Linked DNA regions of Mus musculus: regions 2, 3, 4, 5, 6 and 7 are each linked to region 1. Evidence: chromatin contacts called from public Hi-C and promoter capture Hi-C data. All regions are on one chromosome and are shown on one strand. Each heading gives the region's core, a stretch centred on a gene start, on an enhancer-like site or on the middle of the called end of the contact. The rest is flanking DNA. Distances are from core to core; before and after follow the strand shown. Region 1 holds the start of 5033406O09Rik (RIKEN cDNA 5033406O09 gene). Region 2 holds the start of Cep170b (centrosomal protein 170B). Region 3 holds the start of Cdc42bpb (CDC42 binding protein kinase beta). Region 4 holds the start of Jag2 (jagged 2). Region 5 holds the start of Siva1 (SIVA1, apoptosis-inducing factor). Region 6 holds the start of Inf2 (inverted formin, FH2 and WH2 domain containing). Region 7 holds the start of Zbtb42 (zinc finger and BTB domain containing 42).

The links. Promoter capture Hi-C pulls out the DNA fragments that hold promoters and counts their contacts. Hi-C and Micro-C count contacts between places; a contact is called where the count stands out from the background.
Region 2: a contact with region 1 is called in a promoter capture Hi-C map of the C10 cell line, with 4 times the contacts expected there. The contact joins the promoter of Cep170b here to the promoter of 5033406O09Rik in region 1. A contact is called at or near these places in 1 of 39 promoter capture datasets (the C10 cell line) and 1 of 115 datasets of contacts at active chromatin or transcription factors (pancreatic cancer cells).
Region 3: a contact with region 1 is called in a promoter capture Hi-C map of stem cell-derived epiblast-like cells, with 4 times the contacts expected there. The contact joins the promoter of Cdc42bpb here to the promoter of 5033406O09Rik in region 1. A contact is called at or near these places in 2 of 39 promoter capture datasets (liver and stem cell-derived epiblast-like cells) and 1 of 115 datasets of contacts at active chromatin or transcription factors (pancreatic cancer cells).
Region 4: a contact with region 1 is called in a promoter capture Hi-C map of pre-B cells, with 5 times the contacts expected there. The contact joins the promoter of Jag2 here to the promoter of 5033406O09Rik in region 1. A contact is called at or near these places in 1 of 39 promoter capture datasets (pre-B cells) and 1 of 115 datasets of contacts at active chromatin or transcription factors (pancreatic cancer cells).
Region 5: a promoter capture Hi-C map of pre-B cells shows a contact between it and region 1, with 4 times the contacts expected there. The contact joins the promoter of Siva1 here to the promoter of 5033406O09Rik in region 1. A contact is called at or near these places in 4 of 39 promoter capture datasets (hippocampal neurons, liver and pre-B cells) and 2 of 115 datasets of contacts at active chromatin or transcription factors (embryonic stem cells and pancreatic cancer cells).
Region 6: a Hi-C map of LSK cells shows a contact between it and region 1, with 4 times the contacts expected there. The contact joins the promoter of Inf2 here to the promoter of 5033406O09Rik in region 1. A contact is called at or near these places in 2 of 39 promoter capture datasets (cranial neural crest and second pharyngeal arch cranial neural crest), 1 of 484 Hi-C or Micro-C datasets (LSK cells), 4 of 115 datasets of contacts at active chromatin or transcription factors (the NIH/3T3 cell line, embryonic stem cells and pancreatic cancer cells) and 1 of 9 other capture datasets (embryonic stem cells).
Region 7: a contact with region 1 is called in a promoter capture Hi-C map of hematopoietic stem and progenitor cells, with 6 times the contacts expected there. The contact joins the promoter of Zbtb42 here to the promoter of 5033406O09Rik in region 1. A contact is called at or near these places in 5 of 39 promoter capture datasets (hematopoietic stem and progenitor cells, liver, pre-B cells and 1 more) and 2 of 115 datasets of contacts at active chromatin or transcription factors (embryonic stem cells and pancreatic cancer cells).

Annotation. Positions count from the first base shown.
Region 1 is chr12:111,942,218-111,946,407 of GRCm38.p6, reverse strand. It overlaps 5033406O09Rik (RIKEN cDNA 5033406O09 gene), which reads left to right and starts at 1,926. Exons shown (of 3, transcript NR_029464.2): 1 at 1,926-2,251; 2 at 2,342-2,523; 3 at 3,197-4,190. It overlaps Gm36757 (a long non-coding RNA gene), which reads right to left and starts at 450. Exons shown (of 3, transcript XR_003950158.1): 1 at 36-450.
Region 2 is chr12:112,720,680-112,724,614 of GRCm38.p6, reverse strand. It overlaps Cep170b (centrosomal protein 170B), which reads right to left and starts at 2,441. Exons shown (of 19, transcript NM_001024602.3): 1 at 2,233-2,441. It overlaps Gm46382 (proline-rich extensin-like protein EPR1), which reads left to right and starts at 2,449. Exons shown (of 2, transcript XM_017315329.2): 1 at 2,449-3,054.
Region 3 is chr12:111,376,055-111,380,099 of GRCm38.p6, reverse strand. Cdc42bpb (CDC42 binding protein kinase beta) reads left to right here and starts at 2,382. Exons shown (of 37, transcript NM_183016.2): 1 at 2,382-3,003. The coding sequence starts at 2,829.
Region 4 is chr12:112,927,087-112,931,106 of GRCm38.p6, reverse strand. Jag2 (jagged 2) reads left to right here and starts at 1,612. Exons shown (of 26, transcript NM_010588.2): 1 at 1,612-1,688; 2 at 1,875-2,225. The coding sequence starts at 1,623.
Region 5 is chr12:112,642,848-112,647,057 of GRCm38.p6, reverse strand. It overlaps Siva1 (SIVA1, apoptosis-inducing factor), which reads right to left and starts at 2,230. Exons shown (of 4, transcript NM_013929.2): 1 at 1,974-2,230; 2 at 26-220. The coding sequence starts at 2,091. It overlaps Gm30101 (a long non-coding RNA gene), which reads left to right and starts at 2,291. Exons shown (of 3, transcript XR_381987.3): 1 at 2,291-2,376; 2 at 3,616-3,744.
Region 6 is chr12:112,586,790-112,590,489 of GRCm38.p6, reverse strand. It overlaps Inf2 (inverted formin, FH2 and WH2 domain containing), which reads right to left and starts at 1,706. Exons shown (of 23, transcript NM_198411.2): 1 at 1,595-1,706.
Region 7 is chr12:112,676,450-112,680,351 of GRCm38.p6, reverse strand. Zbtb42 (zinc finger and BTB domain containing 42) reads right to left here and starts at 1,512. Exons shown (of 2, transcript NM_001100460.1): 1 at 1,407-1,512; 2 at 1-976. The coding sequence starts at 959.

The DNA.
Region 1 (4,190 bases), core at 677-3,176:
TCCCTCCTCCCCCAGCCCCACCTAGATGAGGATACAGGAGAGCCAGGCTCAGTGATGACTCCGGGAGCAGAAGGAAGTCCTGAGTCACCCTGGCCGGGAGCAGGAAGTGGTTATCACCAGAACCAGCACTCCCAAAGCCCAGGAAGCCAGAGTGTGACGTCACAGCGGTGATGTCACCAGCCAGCAGGGATAGGAAGCATCTGCCAGGTCCCCAGCAGCCAGCCCTGTGCTTCTCCGTTCATCCTCTGTCCCTCTGTCCACCATGCGTGCTGTAGTTTACCCTGGGCACCGTGGCTGGCTGGGAATAGCTGAGTGAGGGCCTTGTCTAGTCTAGTAGGACACAGTGTGTGGTTCAGAGCTGGCAGGCGGGGCCTGGGCGGCTAGGGGGCGGGGCCGTGCCTGGGACCGCCCTCAGGAAAGGCCTCACTGAGCAGTTGGTGGTGTCTGCTTTGGGGCTTTGCAGGGCTGTGGGCCAGAAAAGATTCCATTATGAACTGTAAGCTTTTGTGAATGTGGAAGGTTTGTAACTAGTTAGGCATTCTTTCCCACCCCCCCTTCCCGCCCAACCCCATCACACATACAATGGAGGTGGCTCTGGTCTCAAAGTTCCTTGGGAAGCCAGGTTCCCAGATGAGAACCAGAGTTGAGCAAACAAGTTCCAGGGGATATGAGGGAGGGGGACCTGGTGAAAGCCTGGCAGTGTCCGCGGGCACCTTTCCGTGGAGTTCTCAGACATGTCGCTATTGCACCCTGCTCTGTGCCTGCATGCTCCTCTGTGTTCAGAGAAGTGAGGAGGAAGAGGAGGATGCCCTCTGGGCTGAAGAGGAGTAGCTAGGGGTGCCACTTAGTGGAGCTTGGTATGAGGGCTGCCCCGAGGCCTGACCTGCTTCCATGGCTGGGGCATATCAAGGACAGCACGGGAAGCGGGCTTAGCCTTTACTTCTGGCAGGGGCAGCCTCCTACAGCCTCGCAGTGGGTGAGGACCCCATCCAAGGACGGTATGCAGGGACTGAGTGCCCCCTCAGTCTCTCCCTCAAGGCCCACGTGCAAGCCATCAGGAGTCTTCCCCCCAGGGTTCATTCAGCTTTGGGATACATCAGGTCTCCAGAGCGACCTGGAAGAGTGCCTGGCCCTCACTCCCACCCCTACATCCCACACAGGAAGCATCTGGGGAAACAAGATAAGCAGCATGCCGGGTGGTCACAGCAGCTGGGGGTGGGGTGGGGGGAGGGCAGGCCGGCTGGGTCAGCAGCTCTCTTGTCCAGCTCTTACCCAGACCTACCCTACAGTTCACACCGAGCGAGGCTCCCCAGAAGTGTGTCGTGGATGGTCTTCAGGTGGGGAAGGACTGGGGTTCATGGCATTTCTCTCTACCAGGGTCTTAGTTGAGCTGTGATTTTAGTAAATTATGATTGGGCAAGTCATCCCATCATGAGGTGGCACCAACAACAACATCGCCCACACACACTGGTGCCTAAAGGACTTTATCACTCGGCCACATCACCTCTATAACCAAAAAAATAACAAGGCACTTCAAAACCAATAAAGTGACAGTCCCCAAGCCCAGCGGGCTGCAGATGATATCTTATCAGGGCAGAGTTGAACTCCCATTCGGGTCAGGGTCCAGAGGCTCCAGGCTACCAGCCTCACAAGGGTTGTGACCTTGGTGACCAGTCTCATGGGCCTCCAGGGAGGCTACCTGGTGACTCAGCCTCTTCCTACAGCCCTGTAAATAGCCAGAGTCCATCCACACGGAGGCTGTGTGAAACTGCCTCCACCAGGAAGGGAAGTTTTAACTGGCCCAGAACCCCACAAAGCCCCAAAGCAGACACCACCAACTGCTCAGTGAGGCCTTTCCTGAGGGCGGTCCCAGGCACGGCCCCGCCCCCTAGCCGCCCAGGCCCCGCCTGCCAGCTCTGAACCACACACTGTGTCCTACTAGACTAGACAAGGCCCTCACTCAGCTATTCCCAGCCAGCCACGGTGCTCAGGGTAGACCGCAGCACGCATGGTGGACAGAGGGACAGAGGATGAACGGAGAAGCACAGGGCTGGCTGCTGGGGACCTGGCAGATGCTTCCTATCCCTGCTGGCTGGTGACATCACCGCTGTGACGTCACACTCTGGCTTCCTGGGCTTTGGGAGTGCTGGTTCTGGTGATAACCACTTCCTGCTCCCGGCCAGGGTGACTCAGGACTTCCTTCTGCTCCCGGAGTCATCACTGAGCCTGGCTCTCCTGTATCCTCATCTAGGTAGGGCTGGGGGAGGAGGGACTCGTGGGTCCCTGAAAGCGGGATGAGCATGGCCAGGGCCAGTCTGTGGCATCTGTTGCTGTCTCCTAGGGAGACCTTCTTTCTGCAGAGTGGGGCCTCCACAGTCTGCACAGCTCGGCTCCCCATTCTCTCGTGAAGGTAGGCCAGGAACTGGGTTTCCTAATGAGTGACCAGGAAAACGGAACTTTCAAGGGGCGTGTCTGTTTAATGAGGAATCAGCCTGAATGGAAGCCAACCCAGTGCCTTTCCAGGTAGGCAGGCCAAGGCCAGAGGAAGGAAAGCTGGGTCTCTGTTGGAGCAGGAGGGCAATATGGCTTAGGCTTGGGGAGAGAACACAGGTGCCACCGTAGCCACAGTGTCCATGAGCCCCATCCCCCACCATGCTGGCCAAAAAGAAACAATTGATGAACAGAAGGGAGGAAAGATGCCTCCAGCAAAATCAGGCAGGAGGAGACCAGAGCTGTCATTGCGCTCTCTGTCCCCAGCAGGCCGAGCTCGCACTGTCATGGGGTGGAGGAGGCTCAAGCCGCCCTAATTAGAATATCAGTTAGACCCTGCTTTTCCTGACCTGCTGCTTCGAAAGCTAATTCTTTGTGCTTCCACAAGGCAGGCCCTACAGGGACAGAGGGGCTTAGGAGGCACAGCCAGAGGGCTCAGGCTCTCAAAACCCAGGTCTGCCTTGCAGGGCCAGTTTTGGGCCTTTAGTCTGGGATGGACAGACGGCTGGCCATCCTCATGAATCGCCATGGTGCCCAGTCTGGACGGTCCATGCGGCCCAGAGCAGAGGGAAGGGGGCTCAGCAGTGATGAAGATGGCTACAGGAATGTGCAGGCCCAGCCTCCTGTGGTGGGGAGTCCAGAGCTGCTCAGACTGACTGGAATTCCTGTTGCTCATGCACGCTTCTGGCTTCTTTTTCGGTTCTAGGTACAAGCTGTTGTCATGAAGCCTGGAGTTTTTCCGAGATGCCAGAGGCAGCAGCGCAGTGCTCTTGTTTCTCATCTAAACCTGTCCCTTTCTCAGAACAGAGCCCGCGTGTGTGATTCCTTCGTGGTCCCAGAGCGGGTCATCTTGCTTGCAGGGTAGCCTTGGGGCACCACTGCTTGTCAGGGTTGAGCAGAAAGGCAGACCAGAATCCTCTGAGTCCCCCTCCCACTTCCAGCTGGTTGACTGACATTCCACCCGACCAGAAGGAACCAGAGGAGGAAGAAGGCCTGAGAAACTGGAGGGAGGCTGCTCAGGCGGTTCTGTAGAATGTTCTAGAATACCTAGAAAAAAAAAAATAAAGCACCCAACAGGCTGAAGCAAGGAAATTACTGTAGGTAGTGAGTTCTTGGCCAGCATGGGCTACATGGGTGTAACTCTGCATAGAATAACCAACCAACCAACCAACCACCAAGGCTGGAAAACTGGCTTGGCAGTTAAGGGCAAGTCCTGCTCTTGGAGAGGACCCAAGTTTAGTGCCCAGCATCTACACCGGGTGGTTCACAACCACCTGCATCTCTGGAGAACACAAAAACTTCTTTTTCGTGTGTGGTTTTGTTTGTTTGCTTGTTTGAGACAGGGTCTCCTTGTAGCCCACCTGTACTGGAATTCACTCTGTAGACCAAGCTGGTCTAGAACTCAGATTTGCCAGCCTCCTGAGTGCTGGGATTAAAGGCATGCGCCAGCACTGCCCAGCTTCGACAATGTCTTTTGGCCTCCATGAATACTTTAAGTCATATGTGTGCACACACGAGAACACATGTGCTCTTGCACATACACACTCACACACACCAATAAAAATCTTAACAAGAAAAAACCATCCCGAGCACTAATTCTTAGGGCCTGGACTTTGGGTTGGGGAGCCAGGTTTGCACTGCAGCGGGGCTGGCCCTCACTTCCAGGCTGGGGAAGCTATCCAGCTCTTCCAGCTTCTCCT
Region 2 (3,935 bases), core at 1,192-3,691, 780 kb before region 1:
GAGGGTCAACACTGGAGCTCCCCAGCCTGGACTTTGGTCCCCTGGATATGCACAAGGCCAGCACAGACCTGCTCCTTTAAAGACCCATGGCCACAGCCTCAGAATCTCCTTTGTGTTCCAGGCTCTACATACCTTTTCTCTCTATGTGACTCTGGCCGTGCTAACCAAGTGCAGACCCACATGTCCATGTGAACTATGAGAAACAGTCCCAGGTAGTACCCAGCATGGCCTACAGAGGGCTCCGGGATATACACCCTTACTAGAAGGTCTGCTTCCCACAGCAAGCCACTCTGCAAATCCTGGGGAAAGACAGAAGTCTTCGGAGCACAGGTCTGACTCCATCCCTATAGAGCCCAGTACAACACAAAAATCCAAGCCTTGTTCAAACACAGGAATTAGCTTCAAGAGCAAAGCATGAATCCAAGCTTGGGCCTAGACAGTGGCTCTGTGTAGGCAAACTGTCCAAGAGGGGGCAGTCTAGAGCTCCTGAGTCCTGGTGACTCACAGTCTAGTTATACTGTGAAGAACAACTAGAGTGTCTGAGCATTGGCACTTTCCAGGTGGTTGCCACCTGGATTTGAACCCTTGTACTTTAAAACAGCGCGTGCACACATGCACACACACACACACACACAAGAAAGTGAAAGGAGAAAGCAATAGAAGGAATAACTAAGAGTCAAGTGGAAGACTCGTCACAGGTAAGAAAGGGAGCAGTGTGGGGCAGAGGAGGCAGAGGTGAAGGCAGGACCACAGCGTGCAGAAGTTGGAAGCTGGATGAGGGGCAGAGAATACGGAAAGACTCCGGGCCCCCACAGGGCTGGTCAGGTGGAAGCAGGATCGACCACACAAGTCATCTCTCTGGAAGTGTCAACTCACACAACACACACACACTGGAGAGGTCACACTAGTGATCTGAGGGACCAAACCCTGTCCTGCATTTCCCAGGAGCCATGCCCAGAGACGTCAACACTGGGCTGCTCACCCAGGTCTCGGGTCCCTTCGGGGTAAGCAGCAGGCAAGAACACAGGGCTCTGTCCATCTGTGAAGGCCCACAGCACTCCTTCAGGAAGCAGGAGGAAGATGGAGAAAAGAAACCTGCCTCCCCAGAAAACAGCTCCAGGTGGTCAGGAACATACCCATACCCTGCTCTGAGGTCCCCTTTCCTTAGGGCCCAGCTTGAGAGGCAAGGGCTAAAGGGGCAAGATTTCAATGCCCTTGCAGCCTCTAGGACCTCACTGGGTATCCATAGCCCCAACTCTCAGAAAGACCCAATCCTACTGGCAAAGGTGTCAGGGCTGTGGAGGGAGCCCCCCCCCCCCCCAGGCCCCAGACCCAGGGCGTCACTGAGCCTCCCAGCCCCACCCAGCCTGGATGTCTCCTACTCTGACATCACCTGCCTGCCATCATCTCACTGTGGACAGCAGGCACGGGGACACCCTTAGAGGAGAGGGAGGCCAACCCCCAGAGCCTGGTCATGGGGTGACCACTGCCACCGCCAGTCCAACTTGGAAAGGCTTCTGAGCCAGGGCTTGCTGTAGGAGGTTTGGGGCTAGGCTTAGCCCGGCCATCGTTGCTAGGAGGGAGAATAATAAACACCCCAAACTTGTCCCCTCAGCCGCGCCAAGCAGAAGAGCCACCACCCGAAGGTGAAGGAGGAGGTGGCGATGCAGATGCTGAGAGACAGTGGGAGGCAGGGAGCAGCCCCGTGGCTGAAAGGAGCAGACAGGAGGAGGTCCCCTCCTGGCCGCGGACAGCCCAGAGGCAGAGAAAGCAGGGAGACGGTGGCGGCTAAAGGGAAAGGAGAGAAGAGAAGGAAGACGGAGGGAGGGACCGCAGAAGGAGGGGGGACCGGGCACCCGGGAGGAGGCCGGGAGGCGGGCAGGCGCGCCAGGCCCAGAGGGGGAGGGAGCGGCGTTGTATCCTGAATCAGCGCTGGCCCTGCCCGGGCGGGGACCGGGCGCCCAGGTCTACCAGCTCGGCAGGCCGCGTAGACATGCGCGGGGCCAGGCCTTGTCGCCGGTGCCAGGAGGCCCCTCCCGGGCGCGCGCAGACATGGGCAGCATCGGCAAGCGCTGGCCGGGCCAGGTGTGCCGGGCCCTCGCCCAGCCCCTTCCTCACCGCCGCTTTTGTCCAGCCCCGCCCGCCCCGGTGTGGCCTGGAGGCACGCAGGTGCCCTGCTGGAGGCCCTGCCGCCGTGGGCGCAGGGCTGGCGCGGCCCCTCCTGCGTCCTACCTGTGCTCCCGCCAGGCCCGCGGCTCGCCCGCCCGGACGCTGCCCGGCCCAGCCCGGCCCTCTGCCCGCCCGGCCGAGCGCTGGGCGGGGCCGCCGCCTAGGACATGCCCGGCGCGGCCCGCACGCTGGCGGCAGCCCCGGCCGAGCCCACGGGCAGAGCGCCGGACCGCGGCCTCGCGCGGCGGGTCCCCTGACGTCTGCCGCGACACGCTCCGCCCCGGCGCGCCCCGCCCCCGTGATGCCCCGCCCCGCGACGCCCCGCCCCCCGGAAACCAGGTTAGGGCGGGCCAGCCTCAGCAGGTGAGCTGGACTCCGCAGCGCCGCCCCAGAGGTTACGCGCGGCCCCTCCCGTTCCGTCCACCCGTCCCGGCGCACCGGATCGGGCAACCAGGAACGGGCGATCACCTTTGTCCCCGGCCCAGCCTGGGGCGGCGCATCTCCGCCACCCTGTGCATTCAGACCCCCTTCTCTCTGGCGCTGGCTATCCCAGGGTTGCGAGAAAGGGCGTACGGCTGCCCAGCGTCCTGTCCCAGAGCCGAATAGTTAACATTTAACCACATTCCAGAAGCCCGAGCTCCAGCCGCTCTCCCAGCCCCAACCTTTGGCCTTTCAGCCCAGTGGAGGGGTGCAGGGCGAAGGAAGTAGGATGGATCCCAGAGGCCTGTGCGTCCAGCTGGGTCTCTTCCTCCTGCGCCCTCGACGTTGCAGGATAGGCCACGGGCTCGGGACAGGATGGTGGGCAAAGACACCAACGTACCTGGATGTCACAGTGGGCTGGACGGGGAGGGGCGGGGAACTCCGGAGGCTCTCCCAGTTCCTGAGGTAAGTTCTCACCGGCCGCTGGCTGGTGCCTGGTGCAACAATGGAGGTATCAGGTGTCCCTCTAGTGCCAAGGGGGAAAGGATTAGCGTGGGGCGGAGCGGCTTTGCAGAGTGGTGGAGAAAGTACTGTTCAGAGTGCATTCCTGCATTCCCGTTGAAGGGTACTAGTGAGGGCCTTGGCGGAAGTGGAATGCAGAGCAGAACTCCAGGCCTAGGAATGTGCGCTTTATCCTGCTGGTACAGGAGCTTCGTGAACCCAATCCACCCCGCCCAGGCTCCAAAGCCAGCGGGCACAGTTGCCCATCCCTGCCCTGTAGAAGGAGGTGGAAGGGGTTCTACACAACTCGAGAGTAGAGGCAAGCCCGCCAAGAGGAGACAGATAGGAAAAACTGCATGAGAATGTGCTAGGTTGTTGGGCCTGGCTGTGCGAGCTTATAGTACAGGCCCAAATGGGGGAGCCTGGCTTGCGGTATGGACAGAGGAGGAACCTGTAGCCTCGTGACCAATTTTGGATGTCATCCCAAGGACAGTGGGGCTCAGGAAGTTTGTGCCAGCTGAGACCTGATGAGATGAAGGCCTTGGAGAGAGCTCTAGATGTCTTTGTGGGCAAACGGGAGTACTTTGAGGGGGAGGCCAGGACTCCAGGGAGAGGCCAGGAACTGGAAGAGATGGAGGCAGAGGAGACTTGTCAGGTACTGGAAAGAGGAGGGCTGGGTACGTTCCTGTCTTCCTAGCCCATTTGTCCTTGCCAGGGTTGTTAGCCCCGGTCTCAGCTTCCGGGAGCTGTATGGGGATTTTGCAGTTTCTTCCTAGTAGACTGAGACTGTCCTGTTTCTGAGTCCCAACTCCCGAGCCGGGCTCTCCCATTCTCTTGGCTCTGTA
Region 3 (4,045 bases), core at 1,133-3,632, 570 kb after region 1:
GCATAGTTTATTGTCCCGAATATTTGTTCCTTTCTCTTTGGGATTATCGCCTGTTGTTCTTAGTGATTTGAAAGGATACTTTCAGGCTCAGACTGCAAGTTTCGTTCTCACACTGATTTAAAGAGAAATGGAAACTTTGTTTCCCCTAGTCAGACCTCTCTTTCTCCAACAGGGGTTGAGGCTGTTAAGTCTGAAATCCCACCATCACGGCTTCTGCTGTGAAGCAAGAGTTGGCAAACTGCAGCCCTATAAACCCCTGGCTTCTGTAAATAAAGTTGCACTGGCACAGAGCCACCCTCATTTGTTTAGACATCATCTATGCAGATGTGGAATTCTCAGGATCTGAGGGCTAATCCCTCCAGACTGCCTAGGTAGATTATCAACCTGTCCCCAACTCTGGACCAAGTCTTTGCTTGTGGCTTGAAGTGACTGTGTTGTGAACATTTTGAGGTGTTGGGATAGGCTAGCTTGGAGTAGGGTTGGCGTGTTGATCTAAAAGCTGTTTACTGTAAGGACATGGTGGGCTCTCATGGATGCCATACATAGAAGATACATAGCTAGGCTTCCTCAGGCAAGAGCCAGCACCCAAGCCTCTCACCCTTCAACTTGTTGGTCACAGACTTTCTGTTTTCTAAAATATTAGCCCTCATGCTCCAAAAGCAGGCACCAAAGTAAAAGTAGTTATGAACAGGGCAAGTGAGCAAAGGGCTTCCCGGGTGGCAACTCAAATCCTTTCCCAAACTGACTAAAATGCACAAGAGGAAATTGACTACAGAAAGCTTTCTTTCTTTCTTTCTTTCTTTCTTTCTTTCTTTCTTTCTTTCTTTCTTTCTTTCTTTCTTTCTCAGAGACAGGGTTTTCTCTGTATAGCCTTGGCTGTCCTGGAACTCACTTTGTAAACCAGGCTGGCCTCGAACTCAGAGATCCGCCTGCCTCTGCCTCCCGAGTGCTGAGATTAAAGGCATGTGCCACCACGCAAGTATACTCACTGTTTCAAGTTCAAAGGAAGCTTACAGAGTACACCTGGGTCTGATCTGTCCCAGGGGTGGACGGCGTCCTAAAAGGCAGTGCGGAAACAGATCTGGGATGAGCAGACGCACTGAAGGCAGTTGGGTTGGGCACCTCAGACTGGTACCGGGGTGCAAGGGCAAAGTCCTAATTTGGAGGGATTAAATAGTCCAGCAGCATGCAATCAGAGAAGGGACTCAGAGTTGTCCGTTGGGAGTGGCTGGAAGTGTGACAGGGCCAGCCAAAGAAGACACTCTCGTGGGCAAGCTTACGGGACAAAGAAAAAGCAAGAGGGCTGTCAAGGAAAAAAAAATGCAGTTGGCTGCTCAGACTTTAGTTTTGGGTAGGATGATTCTCTTGGGCTTTAATTTTTAAGTTTAAACAACTGGGCATCACACACATGCAGTAACTCGTGAATATACTTTATATGTGTATAGATTCCTTCACAATAATAAAGATCTGACAAGGGTTCGCTCTATCCAACCTACAATACCGGGCTATTTTGCCTGCGTCTTAAAAACTAAGTTAGATACACACACATACTGACGCGCGTGAATTTTGAGGGCAGTTTGGAGGCTTATGTGTGTGCTTCGTAACCCCAACCAAGTCATACATCATTCCCAGCAGGCAGGGACTCTTCAGTCGCTTCCTGCTGGAGTCGCCATTCGGCTTTCCACCCTGCGCTTTGCCTCAGGCTCCTCTCAGCTTCCGGCTTCCAAACCCCACCTGCCCCGCCTCTGCTGCACCACAAGCCCCCATTCTTTTGAAGCAACCTTGGGGTCCACAAAGGGCTCCTCCTCTGCGGAGGTTGGGGATGTCATAAGGGATGTTTTACATCAACCTTCTGAGCCGTCCAACTGAGTGAAAGCGGCGACTCGCCTGGAGACAACAGTCTACTCCCCACCAGGTCGACACCCTAATAATCAGTCACGGGGTAGACTCTGAACCGATGAGACAGGGCACTGCGCATCCCCAGCGGCGCGTGCCCAGTGGGGAGCGCGCGTCCAGCGGACCCCGGAGCCTCCCGGCAGGTGCCCCGCCCGCGTCTCCCGTGCGCACTGGGACCCAGAGCACTGTCGGTTCACAGCTCAGACGAGCTCAACCGAAACCCAGCAGTAATGACCCGGGGGTCGCGCCGGACAGCTGCCTCGCTAGGCCACGAGGGTCGGTCCCGAGGATCGGGAACAGAGCCGAACTATGGGACCCAGGGCGCACACAGCGCGGCTGGGCGCCCCGCCCGCGCTCCTGTGCGCGTGCGCCACCCGCAATCTCGGTTTCGCACTGGGTACCCCGCCCCACACCGTCCCTACGGCGAACCGCGAGGCCCAAAGAGCGGAGGATCGCCGCGGGCCGAGGGCGGGGCGTCGCGCTGAGGTCAGCGCGGCGGCGATCGGCCCCGCGGTGGTTGGCTGCGCCGCGCTGGCCGCGCCCTGGTTGGCTTGCAGGTCGCGGGCTGGGCGGCTGGCCGGGCTGAGGTCGGGGCTCGGGCGCCGGCCGGGTGTACGCGGTGCTGGGCTCCGCCGCGGTCCGGGTCGGTGACGGCGCGCGCGAGGGCGCGGCCAGGCGCCGAGGGCGGGGACGGCGTGCGGGCGGCGCCTAGGGGAGGAGACCGGCCCATGGACCCGCGGGGCCCGGTGCCCCAGACTCGGTGCCGCCGGGACGGAGCCCAAGATGTCGGCCTAGGCCGGGCTGCGACGACAAGGACTGTGCGGCTACTGGACGCCGGGGTGCGCGGCCGCCGGGCCGGGGAGTGCTGGCTCTGACGCCGGGGCGCACGGACGGAGAGAGGCCGGCGCGTGGGGAGCGGGCCGCGCGGCACCATGTCGGCCAAGGTGCGGCTCAAGAAGCTGGAGCAGCTGCTCCTGGACGGGCCGTGGCGCAACGATAGCGCCCTGAGCGTGGAGACGCTGCTGGACGTGCTGGTGTGCCTTTACACCGAGTGCAGCCACTCGGCGCTGCGCCGCGACAAGTATGTGGCGGAGTTCCTCGAGTGGGGTGAGTAAGGTGCCGCTCGCCCCCCTGCGCCTCTCACTGCTCGCACCCGCGCCGGGCCTCCCTGGTTCTGCGCTCCGGAGCCACATCCTCCGTTTGCACTCCCCCCACTCCCGGCCATCGCCCTGGCCGCTTCCTAGACCCACCCTCCCAGTCTGGATATCATTTCCTGCAGCGCTCCCTGGGATATCCGCCCTGCCCCCGCCCCGGACTAGCCTTTGGGGTCCAGAGTCGAGCCTGGAGCTACCCCTCCTAGCCCTAGACTCTACCGGGTGGGAGGGCAGCCTCTGTGCCTTTTGCACCTCCTCACCACCCGCCCCTGCTCGGTGGGCCTTCCGAAGGCTTCGTTCCACAGCCCAGCCCCTAGGACTCCACCCAGGTGACAGCCTGTCCACCTCCCCTTGATGTCCACGGCTTGAATATCCCTTTCTTTTAGCACGTCCGAGCAGTTTTTAACTGTTAAAGGTTTTATATAAAATACAAGAACCCTCCCCCAACACCCCCAACCCCCGACTCCCTAATTGTAACCGTGTCAGACTGGTGATATTTCGGGGTGTGTGTGACAGCTAGAACTGTCACTTAAAAACTTATACATCTGATCTTGGGTATTCGGTTCATCTAGGGATCTAATGCAGTAATCATAGATCGGATGATCTATTGTGCTTTATTAGGACGAATGCTTGATTAAGTCATTCATTGACAGTTCTCAAGACAGGCTACAGTGTAAGGTTTCAACCAACCCGGACAGTAATTTCCCCTTAAGACCCTCAGTTCCCTCACAAGGACTAAGGAGGAGGAAGTGTGATTTAGGTTCAGGTCCAGCTCTGTAAATCTTGTCCTTGGTTGCTTTCGTCATTGGGCTAAGACTGTGCAGTTTGAACCAGTCATTTCTAATCTTCCGGACAGATAAGGTTGATATTTACAGGAGGAAACAAATGTGTTCCACATGCAGGCCTCCTCCTCTAACCGAAATCTAGAGCTGTGTGTAGAACTTCATTGTCCCTCAGTTTTAGAGGGCTTCTGCCTGGTTGCTATTCCGTGAGAT
Region 4 (4,020 bases), core at 363-2,862, 990 kb before region 1:
ATCACCTACCCTACCTGCGTGTGGGCTCCCTGGGCGAGTGCTCCACTCCTTGGAGTGGGAGCAGTTTGAGACAGAGCCAGGTATGCTGCAAGTATGGGGGATACTGGTTCACCCTTTCAGGCCTACTGCTTCTGCAGGAGATCCTGGACGGCCATTCACAGTGGTAGGGCAGGCAAACTGGATCAAGGCTTTTCGATGGCCTGGCTCCCTGTGTAGGCTGCCTGGCACTGCCCTGACCCAAGTTCCTTCTACTGTGGCTCTGATTCACCGGTATCAGAACTTCTCCCTCTCTGCGGAAATCCTGGCTGGCAGTGACTTGGACTAGAAAGGGAGACTAGAGTGAGGAGCCTTCGGGAGACTTTTGTAAGGGCAGAGTAGCACATCACCAATCATGGAGGCTAACCACTGGAATTGCAAAGGGCCCTGCTGAGTGGGAGAGAGGCAGCTTGTAGACAAAGAACCCTTGGTGTTGACGTGTGGAAGAGGAAATGATCACCTAGGAACAGGGTCAAGAAATGGTAATGGAGGGTTGGGACACCCAGGCTCTGTGACTTAATACTCCCAGACTGTTGGAAAGTCCTCTTCCGGTAGCTCTCTTGACATGGTCCACTATCCTTTATGCCCGTTTCTTTTCCCCTAAATTTGAACCTCAGGCCGGCACGTTCCTTGAAGATAAGAGAATGTAGCGATGGCCACCACCTCAGTTTGGAATTGGGAACAGCCTGCAGGAAGGAGCATTTGTTGACTGGCTACTCAACCTGTGCGCTTGGAGGAAGGGAGGGCTGAGCGCCGGAGGGGAGTAGCGCCCCCTGTAGCCGGCGTGAAAGTAACAGGAGGCTGCGGAGTTGGGGGGAAATTCCTGGGGGAAGGGGGCGCACCAGGAGTTGGGCTCACTCAAGTCTCAGTGCCCCACCCGCTCTGCGTGGGGGCAAAATCCTGATGTGTGCAGCAGGCAGTATCTCCCTTGGGACCAAGAGCAGCGCGAGAGTGGCTGCGCTCTGATGGGAGGGGACCAAGGCAGTGACCTCAGGGGGCGCCCCACTCACTCCCAGGCTGTTAACCCGGGCGAGAATTCTGGAGCAGAAAAGGCCCCACCTCAGTGAGCCTGGGCGCAGGAGAAGCCACAGCTCGGTGGCCCCGCGCCCCGCCGCCCCGCGCATAGACCGCACCCTCGCCTCCTTTAAAGCTCGGGGTGCCCCCAACACCCCCCACGGCCCCACCCCACCGCGAGGCCCCGCCCCCTCATGCATATGCAGGTGCGCGGGTGACGAATGGGCGAGCGAGCTGTCAGTCTCGTCCCGAACTTGTTGGCTGCGGTGCCGGGAGCGCGGGCGCGCAGAGCCGAGGCCAGGACCCGCCGCCGCCGTCGCCGCCGCCGCCGGGTGGGAGCCGGGCCGGCCGCCGGAGAGCGGCTGCAGTAAGCCGGAGCCGCCGCCTCCCCTGCACGCCCGCCGCGCAGCCCGCGCGCACTGCTCGACCCCGCCCGCGCCGCCTGTGCGGCCGCCGCCGCCTGTGCGCCGCCGGGCTCGGAGGGCGGGCGGGCGTTGGAGGCCGGCGCGGCGGCTATAGCGGGCGCGGGCGGCGGCGGCGGCGGCGGGGCCGCGGGCGGGGTCGAGGCGGCGATGCGGGCACGCGGCTGGGGACGCCTGCCTCGGCGGCTGCTGCTGCTACTGGTTCTGTGCGTGCAGGTGAGCGGGGCGCGCGGTGGCGACGGGCGCGGACGGGGCGCACCGGGCCGGGCCGCTCCTCCGGGCCAGGCGGCGCACAAACGGCCGCGGTCCGGAGCCCTAGGAACGGCGCAAGGGTGGGGGCGGGGCGGAGGCTCGGCGACCCCGGCCCGCGCCTCCCTGCACTCTGCGCTGCCTTATTTTTAGGCGACGCGGCCCATGGGCTATTTCGAGCTGCAGCTGAGCGCGCTGCGGAACGTGAACGGGGAGCTGCTGAGCGGCGCCTGCTGTGACGGCGACGGCCGGACGACGCGCGCGGGGGGCTGCGGCCGCGACGAGTGCGACACGTACGTGCGCGTGTGCCTTAAGGAGTACCAGGCCAAGGTGACGCCCACGGGGCCCTGCAGCTACGGCTACGGCGCCACGCCCGTGCTGGGTGGCAACTCCTTCTACCTGCCGCCGGCGGGCGCTGCGGGGGACCGAGCGCGCGCGCGGTCTCGGACCGGCGGCCACCAGGACCCGGGCCTCGTCGTCATTCCCTTTCAGTTCGCCTGGCCGGTACGTGCGCCCCTCCCCCGCACTCTGCTTCCCTGCGCGCTCGGCGCCCGCCGCGGTCCCTTCAGCACCTGCGGCCGCGCGGGTGCGGGCCGCGCGCGCCCAGACGGGGCGGGGCCGGCAGGGGGCGCCGCGCCGCGGGCGGGCCTGGGGCGCGTGCTCTTGCGGCCAGGTTCGCGCCTGGCCACGTGGGCGCGCGGGGTTCCCAAGGGCCGACAGGCTTGGGGTCGCGGCGGGGCTGGGAGGCCAAGGTCCGCGTGCACGGCGGCCCTCGGAGTGTGCCTACGTCGCCCTGCGCGTGTCAGTGCGTGGGGAGGTGCGAGGCGCCTGCGGCCCGGTAGGCTGTGCAGGCATGTGCGCTGCGCGTGCTGGGGCTGGTCCGGGGCAGGCCCTGGCGGAGCCGTCCGGGCCCGCGGCCAGCCTGCTCCTGCCCTGCAGTTTCCTGGATGCCCGGGGGCACGGACAGGCGCCTGGGACCTGCGCGGGGATGGCCTGATTGTGTGTGTTGGCAGAAGCTGCTAGAGATGGGAAGACCCCTCCTCCGAAAGGGAAGAGACACTAACAAGGCTCCAAGTTGTAACCCTCTGTGGCACTGCTGTTTGCGGATGTTTTATTGTGCTTCTTAGTTTCTGGAATTGGGAAGCACCCTGTCTGCTTAGGGGTGGTCAGGTCAGGCAAGAACCCGAGTCTGGGCATGCTGGGAAGAAGGGTCATGGGGATCCAGCTTTGGGGGAGACAGGTAGCATGCCTGTGGTATAAAGGCCTGGGATCAGGAAGTCTTATGGTGCTTGCTTTTATTCACTTTCTGGACCTGGCTTGTACCGGCACCTGATTGTCTGCAGGTGTGAAGCTAGTTAGGTGCAGATGTGAATATGGACATAGTCTTGAGTGTGAGATTAAAAACAGCTGGTAAAGGTGGGTCTGGAGGCCTGAGACTAGCGAGTAGAGGGGGGGTATCAAGCAATGGCCCAAGGGCTTTCCTGACTGAGGGCTTGCGGTTGGTTCAGATACCAAGAGCCATGGGAATGGGTCTGCCTGGTACCTTGGTCCTGAAAGAGACTTTTGGTTAGGGGGTCAGGCATGGGTGGGCAGGGTTTGCCCTGCTCTGCTCTTGCTCTGAGCCCTGGACAATTATTTCTTCCAAGGCCACCCAGCTTGTGCCTCCATCTTTACCTTTCCCTAGGCTCCTGCTCCATACGTAGGGAGGGATACCCTTGCCTAGCCAGGTAGCCTTGACCCTGGGGGCTTGTGATAGGAAGTTTATCCCTGAGACGGAAAAAGGCAGGGGCAGGCATGGGAGAGGCCCTAGGCAGTTACTATTGGCCCTGCCCCCCTCGCCCCCACAGCAGCACAGCAGGCAGGTCTGAGCAGGGCCGACAGCCTGTCATCTGCACTTGGGCCCAAGCCAGCGTGGCTCCAAATCGCTACCTGAGGATGTGTTTTCTGCTCGAGTTGGCAGCGGTGGGTGTGGGGGGCAGGGAGGGCCTGGAGGAATGTGGCGGGCCAACGCGTGTCCCTTGTGGCTCTTTGCCCCGCTGGCCAGCCGGTTGGTGTGGAACGGGATGGGACAGGCCCTTGCCTTCCTTCGACTCTTGGTACTTGGTCTTGGGGACACTTTAGCTTTCTGTTCCCAGATGCTTTCCCAAGATGCCTCAGGGGTAGGGAAGTTTCTAGCATGGATGGAAGTTTGGAGGTTGAAGGGTACCTTGTGTTTGGGGGCAGGTCTGGTTCTCCCGTCTCCCATCTTGCTGCGTGTCCTGGCTGCCAGGCATGGAGCTGGTGCTGTGATGCCAGTACC
Region 5 (4,210 bases), core at 981-3,480, 700 kb before region 1:
GTCAGCCCCACTGGCGGCCACTCACCACCTTCTGAGGCCTGAGCTTGGCACCGTGTCAGTCGGCCATCAGGTCCAATCAACATCTGTCCCCTCGCAGGTTGAGGGGCTCCTACCACACCAGACTTCAGTGACTCCTGCAGGTGGTTCACGGAACAATCTTCGCTCGATATGTGATCTCTATAGGCCCGAGCCCCTTGGAAAAGGAGCTGCTTGGTTCTTTCTGGGGAGGAAGAGCCTTCCTTAAGATAACTCTCCAAACCGCAAAGCGGTTGCACAGATATCCTATGACCCACAAGGCTCGGAGCCCCCTTTGCCTGTTCCCAGCCACCAGGCTGTGCTCCACTCCGGTGCTCCTCCCATTATTCTATTGTCAGCAGCCACAGCTATTCACTTCACCTGGTTGGTGCCCTCTTTGCACTCCCAGTCCTCCTCCTGTAAGCTTGTCTCAGTGCCAGAGAAAGCTCTGGCTCAGAACCATTCATTCCCAAAAGCAAGTGTCCCAAGGAGGCAGAAAACAGACACGAGTTTAGAACAGCACCTACAACCATTGCCAGGCCAGTGAACAACTTTACTAAAGGGACAATGACAACAACCCCCTGACAAAGACCTCCCAGATGTTCCAGCCCTGCCACCCACCAACCCCGGGTAACTGGCTGCTCACACCTATAACAGTGGATTGCTTCCTTTCGGGCTTCAGGCCCAGGGAGCCCTAAAGGGAAACACTGTTGCGAGTTCTAGAAATACTCACTCCCACGACCCAGGGACCTCTCTGTGACACTGGAAGCAAACAAAAACTCAAAGAGAGTGGCTATTCCCAGCTCAGTTGCCTCCTACTTTAAGACAGAATTACTTAAGTTCAAGGCCAGGCTAAGATACACGGTGAAAGCCTGTCTGAAAAACAAGAAATGGGAAGAGTTCCTGGAGGGGTACTCTTAACACAGGTGGGGCTCAAACCCACATTCCATTATGAGAGCAATTTTCTCCTTAAGGCCTCCTGGTCCAGCAGAGTCCAGAGTGTGGGCTGGGGTTTTGGTAAACTGTGTGTACTATAAAACTCGCTAGAGCCCTGCACCCCTTCCTGACTGGCTGGCTCTGAGTGGCCTGGCAAATGCTCCAACACACAAGTCCTCAGAAGGGTAGAGCCAGGCTGTTAGGTTCCAATTAACACTTAGGCCTTCTTTTCAACTGCATGCTTACATTTAAAAAAAATTAATTTACTTGGCTATTTAGTTACTATGAGTGTGGTCGGAAGACAACTTTCAGGAATTCTCTCCTACTGTATGTTCTTGGGACCTGACTCATGTCCAGGCTTGCATAGACTGCACTTTAACCAGCTGAGGCATTTTCTGGGCCGTGTTTGCATTGTTATTGCTGTTTTAAGACATCTCACCATAAAGCCCATGCCTTTCCCTTCTGAGTGCTGGCGTCAAAAAACAAGCCACGACGCCAGGCCATGTCTAGACTGGGGGGCGTGGGGGGAGGCACACTCTTTGCAGCTCAGTCCTGTCCCTTCACGCATCGCCCCTGCGTCTCAGCACTTGAGTTTGCATTCCCAGAGTACAGAGAGGGAAAGGACAAATACTGGGGCTGCGTAGGGAGTTTGTTTTCCCGCACATTCCAAAGGCGCAGCGGCACCGCTCAAAGTTATACGGCCGCAAACTGCGCCAAGCTACGGTACACTGCGTTACACCTGCCCCAGAAAGCCATCACTGCAAGGCAATGCTCAGCAACATCCATCCGCTACAAAGGCCACTTGCGAGGGCTCAGGGCAGTCTACGCCATCACGCCCACTCGAACCCAGTCCCCGCGTCGGTCCCGCGCTAGGCTAGTCCGCTCGGCAGCACTCGGGTCCGACTCGGATTTCTCCGGGAGCCGCCTGAAGCAGCATCCACCGTGAGCGCTCGGGACGCTCCCGCGGTCTCCCGCTGCCCTGCGCGGCGTAGCGCGCTCTACCCACGGAAGTCCACACTCACCGAAGACCTCGCGTGAGTAGCGCTCGGCGAACACACCGTGGCTCAGCTCTTTCAGGCCCACGTGGACTTTGAGTTGGAGCGGGGCTGCGTCTGCGAACGGGCAGCTCCGCTTGGGCATGGTAGCGGGTACCAGACACAGCCTTCAGCAGCGCGCAGCGCGCCGCGCGCCGAGCACACGTCACGGCGCCCTCGGACCGCGGCGGAGGCCCGAGCCGACGAGGGCGCGGCGCCCAATAGGCCGGAGAAAGGCTGGGGGCTCGCCTCAAACGGGCCCCGCTGCGCGGGATAGGCCGGAGTGACGTCGGGGGCGGGACTTACGCAGTTAACGGCGAGGGATAGGCTGAGGGAGGCAGTGGCTGGAATGCAGGGCGCGGGAAAAGGCCAAGGGCGCTGGCGCGGCGAGGTGAGGTCTGCGCAAGGCGTGGCACGGGATAGGCCGAGGGGGGGGGGGGTTGTGTTGGGGCGGGGCTAGTTTATGTCACAGCTCAGGATAGGCCGGGAACTAAGAGGCGGGGCTCTGGGGTGGGGCGCGGGATTAGCGGGATGCTACGTTGGGGGCGGGACTCGTGTGCTAAGGGGCTCTGCATAAACCAGCACGAGATCGAGGGCGGGGCTCAGCGCGCGAAAAGCCTGAAGGCTCTGTTGTCGCTAAGCAACGGTGATAGGTGATAGGTGAGATATCAGTATCAAACAGTAGGGTGGCGGGTTTTGTCCCAGCTCCTGATCTTAGTGGATACGGGCACCCATCTTCCCCTACGAGTTCCTCTTGTGTTCCCTTAGGTCTGATCTTGGGCAGGGAGCCTGAGGGTTTATGGCGTCACCTGCGGGTCCGCTGGTCAGGATTTAAAAATATTGTGGTGTCTTCTAACATGTTGAACAGGCAAAACAGTGATGCTGAGGGGTTTCTCAGTCCTTCTATTTCTACACAATCGGAACGTCAGTTATTCGGGTGCATTAAGTTTTGTGCTCATCTTGGAGTACAGGAGACCCGGAGTGTACACACAGCACCCGTTAATTCTCCAGACTTTGTAGAATGGAAGTCTCTGATCAAAGTGTCAGGTTCTCTGCAGGCTTCTGTCTTCCAGAATCTACAAATAAAAACTTTTGTGTCCTTACTGGATGTGTGTGTGTGTCCTCATCTCATAATAACACCCAGTACTTTGAATTAAGTTCTGCCCTAAGGACCCTGTTTTAACTCTTTAAGACTATATCCACCAGCCCTGTGTGTTGGCTCACACCTTTAATCCCAGCTCTCAGAAAGCAGAGGCAGGCTGATCTCTGTGAGTTGGAGGCCAGCCTGGGCTAGGTAGAGAGACCCAGTCTCAAAATACCGAACAAAAAACTGTATCCAGATACAATCACACTCTGACTCTTGGGAGTTAGGCCTTCGACATAAAGAAGGAGCACAATTCTAAATAGGACAATAGGGTCCAGTGACTACTGACTGCTGTGCTTCCCCACCCCCACCCCCACCCCCAAATGGTGGTTTCCCCGGTTGTAGAACTGTGCAGAATGGATGATACCTCTGTGTGGAGTCATGCGTTTGTCCCCTACTGCATGGCTTAAATCCAGCGACCTGTCCCAGGAACCACCACTAAGAAGGCTGTTGTTCATGTTAAGATAATGGACTTTTTCCTCCCAGAATCCGCACTTCCTAGTGCAGTCTGTACAAGCGCCATGGGGTTCCACTGGGCCTGACTCCCGTTCTAGTATGAATATGAAGTGTTGAAGGCTCCGTCCTCAGATGACGTCATGATTGAAGGGTAATAAGGTCAGGATGGCTGTGGTTTGTATATGCTGGGCCCAGGGGTTGGCACTATTAGGAGGTGTGGCCTTGTCTGAGTAAGTGTGTCACTGTGGGTGTGGGCTTTATTACCCTAGTCCTAACTGTCTAGAAGCCAATCTTCTCCTCTCTGCCTTTGAATGAAGATGTAGAACTCTCAGCTCTGCCTGCACCATGCCTGCCTGGACGCTGCCATGTTCCTGCCTTGATGATAATGGACTGAACCTCTGAACCTAGAAGCCAGCCCCAATTAAATGTTATCCTTATAAGAGTTGCCTTGGTGGTTGACTGGGCGGTGGTGGCACACCCCTTTAATCCCAGCCTTTGGGAGGCAGAGGCAGGTGGATTTCTGAGTTCGAGGTCAGCCTGGTCTACAGGACACCCAGGGCTACACAGGGAAACCCTGTCTTGAAAACAACCAAAAAAGAAAAAAAGAAAAGATGTGAAAAAGAAA
Region 6 (3,700 bases), core at 457-2,956, 640 kb before region 1:
GTCCCTTTCTACATCAGATGTTCCTAGGCCCGTTCCCCTTATGGTTCCCCTTATGGTAGCCCCGAGAGACTAACTCTGAAGCTCACTCTAAAAAGAGAGAGGTATACCCTCTCTAACCACAATGCCCACTGGCCAAGGAACTATGCACCTATTAAACACCTGCTGTGTGCAGGGTCAGGCAGTACAATATTAGGCCCCATCCTTCAGACCGTGAGGACCCTCACAGAGCCCAAGGACTCAGCCTACTCCGGAGACCGCCACCATTCCTGCCCAGAATGGCCCAGCAGCAGCCTGCCTGCACCCACAGGTGTCCCCATCACCCACCATCCTGCAATTCTCCTGCCTCCTCCAACAGCTTTCATAAGCCTGAAAACTTTCCCCTGTAACAAGTGCACTTTGGTAGAAGGTGAACGAGTCTATTTAAGGTAGGTGCTTTCAGGTCTCAGCACAGCGAGATGGGTGCAATTAGCTAGACAGCCATCAGCACCCCCACAAAATGAGGGGCCTCAGCTGGAGGTTAACCCCTCAGGAGCAGAACCCTTGCCAACAGCCTGCTTGGGTACCAGGGAGGGAAGCTTAGAGACCGCCAGGAAAAGGTAGGAAGGCAGAGCCAGGCAGGGCAACTCCTACCTGGTCCTAGGGGGACCCCCAGCTAGGTCAACTTGCACAGCTGCTCCCCAACCAATGGGTTGGGACAGGGAGAAGCCTTAGTCTCCAGCCTTGGAACAAACACCTTTTTTTTTTTTTTTTTTTTTTTTTTGCTCTAGGGGTTACAGTGTCTGCTTCCCAAATGCCCCCTGCCCTGGGTGACACCCTGAAGGGATACAGTCTGAGACACTCTCCTCACCCTTCAAGTTTAGAGAAGGAATTGAGGCCCAGAGAGGACGGGTAAGGAGGGACTTCCCAACTCTGGCTTCGACCCGGGCGTGCAAGCTTTAGAGTGGGTGCACTGACCTGGAGCCCAAGGCAGGAAGGAGCAGGGTCATTTTTGCCGCTGACTCCTGGTGTGTCCAACCTGTCACCGTGTGCCACCGGGCACTGAGCGGTTAGAAGACGGGACACACGGGCCCATAGACGGCTCTCCATCCCATAGTCCTCTAGGGAGTCCACCAAAGCATAGTTGGGCTTTCTGCTAAGATCACCTTCATTCCCAGCGTCCTTGCCCAGGAGGAGGGTAGACAGGGGTAGCCACAAGAAACAGAGCTGTGTCACTCTCTCAGGTCTGCCTTAGCCCACCGGCGGCGGGCATCTTTAGAAGCTAGCTGTCAGGGCGGGGCCGCAAGCTCGCCCTGTGCTATCCCGGAGGCGGACCTCCAGTTGAAGTTTATTTTCTCAACTGTGGCTGATTCATGGTCAGGATGTGGTAGCCGCAAGGTGGGGGAACTCCTCCAGTCCGACCCGGAGCAAACACCCTATGAGCAGTGAGCATCATCTCCATATCAGCCCGTAGTCGAGGGCCAAGAGCGCGGGACCAGGTTCTTGGCCACCTTGGTGCACACGCGGCAGTCCGCTCCTCAACCCCAACCATTTCCCTCACTGCCCCCAGACTCGGTTTCCCTCTGCGTTCCAGGCTAGCCCGAAGCCGCGGACTTACCGGGTGGGGGTACAGCCGAGAGATGGTGCAGAGTGCTGTGTCCCGGCGCCGGAGCGTCTGGGGCTGCGGGCGGCGGCCTCGCGGCTGCTTTCCGCACAGTCTAACCGCGCTCGCGGGCCGGGCGGGGCTGGAGGGAGGAAGGGGAGGTGCGGCCCCACCCGGCGGCGGCCACGTGGGGGGCGGTGCTGCCCGGGGCGGGGCGGGGTGGGGTCTCCAAGGAAGCCCTGCCCACCCGGGTCTGGCATCTCTGCGGGGGCGGAGAGATGAAAAGGAATGGGACATTCCGGGACTCTCTAGAGACCTGCTGGGAATGGCCCTTTTGCCTCCGACCTCACTGTCAGTTCCCGCCCAGGCTCCCTAGCACGTTCCTTATCTCTCCCCTACGCTGGCCATCTGGTGGACTCACGAGTTGGTCAGGTTCTCCACCACCTCTGGTCCAGCTCTGCCTCCCACACGGGAGCCCTGCTGTAGGCTGCTGATCTTGAGAGTCCTCCGATGTCCCTACCTTCATCCTTTTTTCACTGGAGGTAGCTATTTCCAGTTTCTAGCTCTGTCCTGAGGACCTGCTGAAGTGCTCTCCCTGGCCCTAGCCTGGGCTGTGCGCCCTCAGTTTCTCCAGCTTGAAGTTGTACCTTTAAAAGGTTTATGAACGTGAATAAAGGGTCTCCACTTACTTGAGCCTTGAATCTTCCAAGCTGGGTGGAGGGCATGTGGCGGGTGGGCAGAGTGAAGGGCTCTGGATCTCCTGTAGCCATTCTATCCTGGACACAGCATCATGCTTGGGGGTTTATGTGCTCTTCTGCCACATGGGATTAAGCACAGCCTTGGCTGCCTGTAAATGTCCATCTCAGTATTCTGTGCCCCCTGCTCGGCCCTATCATCTCAAGCGCAGGGCCAAAAGCAACCTTTGATAGCTAGCCAGTGTTGGGATGGCCCCAAAGTGCTTGGTGTGCACCGCCAAGGCAGGTGCTGACTGGCTCTTGGACACTGCCCAGCCTGGGATGTAAGTCTTGGCCGTTCCTGTAGTGGGACTCAGCTGTTCTTAGAATGCACAGTCCCTGCAGCCACCAAATGAGCCACTCAGCCCCACTAACGCTCAGCACAGAGACCTTCTGTCTGGGCTGCAATTCTGGTTACCCAACATCACCTAGGTCTGGTGGCTCCTTCTGGGAAGGGGTCAGCAAGGTTTACTCACTCTGTCCTGGGCCTTTGGTCAGAGGGTGTGTTTATTTACCCAAAAGGAGGAATGTGACTATGGCCCCAGCCTGGAGGACTGTTGGCCTCAGCCTGTCACCATCCCTCATTCCCTCATCCCCCCATGAGACCGCAGTGGCTGTGTTTGGGAACTGTGTCATCTTTCCAGGTTCTTCTGCAGTGGCCCTGAGGGAGGTGCGGCCCTGTTGGAGCTGTTCCTCAGGGTCAGGCCAAGCCATGAGAGGCCAGAGCAGGATGAAGCGGGCAGAGTAGCTAGTTGGTAGCTGGGGTCAGGGTTCAGAGATCTGGCAGTTTGTGGCTCTGGATGCTGCAGGAGTGGGAGTTTCCCTTGAACCTCAGCTTGGGCTCTCTGTGGCCACAGAAGTGACGTTTCTGCTTCAGGAGCGTCACCTGCCTGAGTGCGGTGGCTGTTCTCGGGCCTTTCCCATTTCCTTTTTTGATTGTTTTGTGAGTTGTTGCACTACATAGCTTAGAAATATCGATTCTCCTGTCGCAGCCCTTGGAAAGTAATAGGATTGCAGGATTGTGCTACCATAGTGTTTCTCTCTCTCTCTTTCTCTGTCTCTCTCTGTGTGTCTCTGTGTCTCTTTGTCTCTGTTGGTTCACTGTCTCTGTGTCTGTCCCTCTATATCTCTGTGTCTGTCTCTCTCTCTCTCTCTCTCTATGTCTTTGTGTCTGTCTCTGTCTCTCGTCTCTGTCTGCCTCTCTGTCTCTTTCTCTCTGTGTGTCTCTCTCTGTGTCTCTGTCTCTCTATGTCTCTATGTTTCTCTCTGTCTGCCTCTCTGTCTTTTTCTATCTCTGTCTCTCTCTGTGTCTCTGTCTGCTTGTCTTTGTCTTTCTCTGTGTCTCTGTGTCTGTTTTTGTGTCTTTGTCTCTGACTCTCTGTGTCTC
Region 7 (3,902 bases), core at 263-2,762, 730 kb before region 1:
CTGTCCCGCTCCCGGAAGTGGGCGCTGAGATGCAGCTGCAGTGCGTGGGTGCTAGGGAACAGCTTGCAGCATAGCGGGCAAATGCAAAGGTGCCTGCTGGGACCCAGCTCTTCACTGTCGAGCACTGGCTCTGCAGGCAGCCCAAGCTGCTGGCTGCCCGTCCCTTCGATGTGCAGTGGCTCCAAGTCCACTGCCAGGCCCTGGGCTGCAGAAGCACAGACTGGTGGTGGGGATCGGTCCGCGCTCTGCGGGCTGCTGCTATCTTGTTCTGAGAACGAATCTTGCTCAGCCTTCACCAGAGGCTGCGCCACTTGCTGTACGGAGCTGCAGAGGGATGTCTGGAGGCGACAGGGTGGGTGTACCTGCTCCGGTCTTGGGCTAGGCTTCAGTGACAGGTCCAGGGCCCCACTTGACTGCTCTGCAACCTGCCAAGACGGAGGTCCAAATGTTGGCAGGGGATGGGTAGCCTTGACCCCTAGAGATGGGTGTTTGGCCTTTGGTGCGGCTTGGCAGAAGGCAGGGGACCAGGAAGGCAGGGGGTGTGGTGGCTGCCCAGGAAGCTCTGTCCCCAGCGTACGGGTCTCCAGATCTGGGTCCTTCTTTCTGAGTCTGCCCTTGCAGACCTTGACGATGTCATACATGTGCAGGTAACTGGCGGCAGCCAGGACGTCCTCGACAGGTAGGTTGTGCAGGTCCAAGCGGCCCTCGTACATGAAGTCCAGCAGGCGGCTGAAGGCGGGTACCGTGACGATGTCGCCGTTGAGCCGCACCGTGTCGCGGCTGCTCGCGGGCTGATCCCTGTAGAAGAGATGGAAGTAGACACTGCACGCGGCCAGTACAGCGCGGTGCGCAGGGAAGCGCGCGTCGCCCACCAGAACAGTGCAGTCGCACAGGAACCCCAGCTCGCGCTGCTGCCTCAGGCGGCCCAGCAGCCGTACGCCGTGCTCCGGGAACTCCATGCCGCCGCAGTCATCACCTGGGCACAAACGGGACGCCTGTCAACACGCCGGGGATGCCGTGGCCCCCGCTCGCCCCGACGCGCCCTTCCCGGGTGCAGGCAGCCCACAGAGAGGCGCGGGAGTGACGCGCGCAACCGCCAGCCCTGAGCTGCCCCGGCACCTGCCCGGAGCAGGAAAAACTCGATCGAAAGTAAACAGAAGCCGCTCTGCCGCCGGGGCGGGGCTCGGGGCGCAGCGGAGGGGCCGAGCCGCGCGGACAGAAAGAAGTCAGGACTTCAGGCTGCCTCGCCCCCCCCCCCCCGCCTGCCGCGCCCCCCGACGCCAGAGTCGCCGCCCGCCCGCACCGCCGCCAGCTGCCACCGCTGCCGTCGGCCCCATTTATGGCAGCGCGGCCGTGGGGAACGGCCGGCTAGGCAGGCGGAGCCGAGTACCCGCCCCTGTGCTCACCTTCGCCGCACGCGCGGCTCTCCGCTCGTTCTGCAAGCTTTCCCGTGCAGCTCGGACCGCACCGAACTGGGGGCGGCGCGCCCCGGCCGGGAGGGCGCGGGGACCCGGACGGCGCCGGGCGGGGCGCGCACTAACTTGGCCGGCGGGGCAACGCCTGCTGCTTGCCCCGCCCCGAAGAGCGAAACTCCCGGCTGGAGCTGGAGGGGGCGGACCGGGCGACTTCCCGGAGCGGCCGAACCGCTGAGGTCACCTCGCTACCCCTTCTCTGTCCGCCCCACCCGGTCAGTCCCGCTAGAAGCTAGCCCGCCGCACTCTGTGACGGGAGGGGGTGCGGGACCCTCTCGCGATACTTGTCTCCTGGGCCTCTGTGTCCTCCATGGGGTCCCGACTGCCCTGGTGGACAAAGGGGCAGTTGCTTCTCCGTGGACTACGGGACAATGGCCTCGGACCCGTTGGAAGACGGTCCTTCAGATGGGTCAGGGCGCCAATGAGAGACCACAAATGTCAAAAAGAAATTCACTTCGCCCTATGAAGATTTCTCTTGAATTCACGTTAACACATCTGGGACAGGCCGTGGAGCTGGGGTCTCAGAGAGAGAATTACCGCCCTCTGCAGACCCTGGGCTGACAGTCAAGCGCACTAAGATCTGTGACAGAGGGCACTGGGTAGGGCAGATGTGGTGGGATGGGTTTAAGACACAATCACAGAGAAGTGGCAGGAGACCTCCGGAGTTAGGCAGACAGGTCACACACAGGATGTAGGAGGAGTGATATGGAGAGAGGCCAGGGCCGGCACCCTGGGCACAGTGTTCCAGGGGAATCAGGGTCAGCAGGGTTTGAGGAGACTCCTGCTTCTTCTGGGGAGAGGACGTGACAATAGAGCCCGGGGTTTAGAGGAGTCGAGGCCCCTTGGCATGGGCTACACCAATGGCTCCCAAGTGTGCAGGCGGAGGGGTATTCTTAGCTGAGGGGGCTTGAAGTTGCTTGAGACATCGCTCACGTTGAGCTTCATTAAGCTTGTCAGTTAGACACTCTCATTTACAGTTCTAGCGTGAGGGAGGGGCCACGCAGTACCAAATCACAGAGCCAGAGTTCCTATGGGGCTAGGCCCGTTCCGAATTTTCACCTTGCATTTGTTAGAAGTCCAGGGACCAATAATGTTGGGTGGGCACCACATAGAGAGCTGGAGGGTAAGTATGAAGGAGGTCTTGCACAGGAATTACAGGGAAAGGGGTTTGGGTAGAATATCCAAAGGCATTCTGGGTAGAGACAGCCGCTGAGTCCTGTCTCTCCCCCCAACCCCCTGCCCGGCTCATTAGACACTCAGAACAGAGTACCCAGTTGTGAAGTGGGGCTTTCTGGCTGTTGGGGACAGCTCCAGGGGGCCTGTTCAAAGTTGTATTGGAAGCCCAAGGGGGCTCCCAGGGTTCCTGGAGGACCTAGATTCTACAGGGAAGAAAACCAGTGTTGTACTAAACGGAGGTTGAAGCAGGGATATTTCAAGTTCTAGACCAGCCTGAGCTACATGGCAAGGCCCAGTCTCAACTTCCTGCCCTGGAAAAGAAATGTATGTGTCTGAAATGCACATTTGACTATATTTTCTTCATCTGGCACCTGCAGTAAGAAGCCTAGAGTCACCTGGCAGTTATCCAGGCACTGCATGGCTGAGGGGCGGAGCTTGGCTGCCCCCAACATAGGAGCCCGGCCGGGGGAGGGCCAGTTCCCTCTGACTGTCCAAGTATTTACCACCACTCTACCTCTGTAGGAATGGCCCACATCCTATGTTCAGAGTAAGCCCAGATCCTACCGTCCCTCTCTGGAGCCTGCCTCTGCCTCAGCCCCTCCCAGAATTAGCATGATTCTGAGCCCCAATATCCGTGGTTCTCAACCTTCCTAATGCTTCAACCTTTTAATAATACAGTTCTTCATGTTGTGGTGACTCCTAACTATAAAATTATTTTTTGTCGCTACTTCATAAATTTAATCTTGCCACTTTTACGAATCGTCCTGTGAACCATCTGCTTTTCTGATGATCTTAGGCGACCTCTATGAAAGGGTCATTTTATCCCCAATGGGTCGTGACCCACAGGTTGAGAACCACTGCCCTACCCCCTTAATAATAAATACCTCTGCTACTGGGGACTAGCAACACGGGAATCAGAGCATATTCTAGGGACCTGTGAAAATTAACTTCAGGGCATACCGTAAGGCGATGTGCCTGTGGTCCTGGGATGTTCTTTCCAAAGTCCCTGACACGGTCTCTCCTCTTTATTCCTGCCTTTGCTTGAAGGTCACGTCTTTAGTGAGTTCCTCCCTGATCCCTCTTGACCTGCAACCCATCCTGCATGGACCTGTGCAGAGTCCAAGGTTGTCCATCAAGGTGCGTCCCTGTTCCTTTAGCAGGCCACGCTTGTGTGCCTAAGCCTGCCACAGAACGGTTCTTGAGAAAATGATGGCTGGATGTTGAACGCTGACACCAACCAGCCCCCCTTTTCCC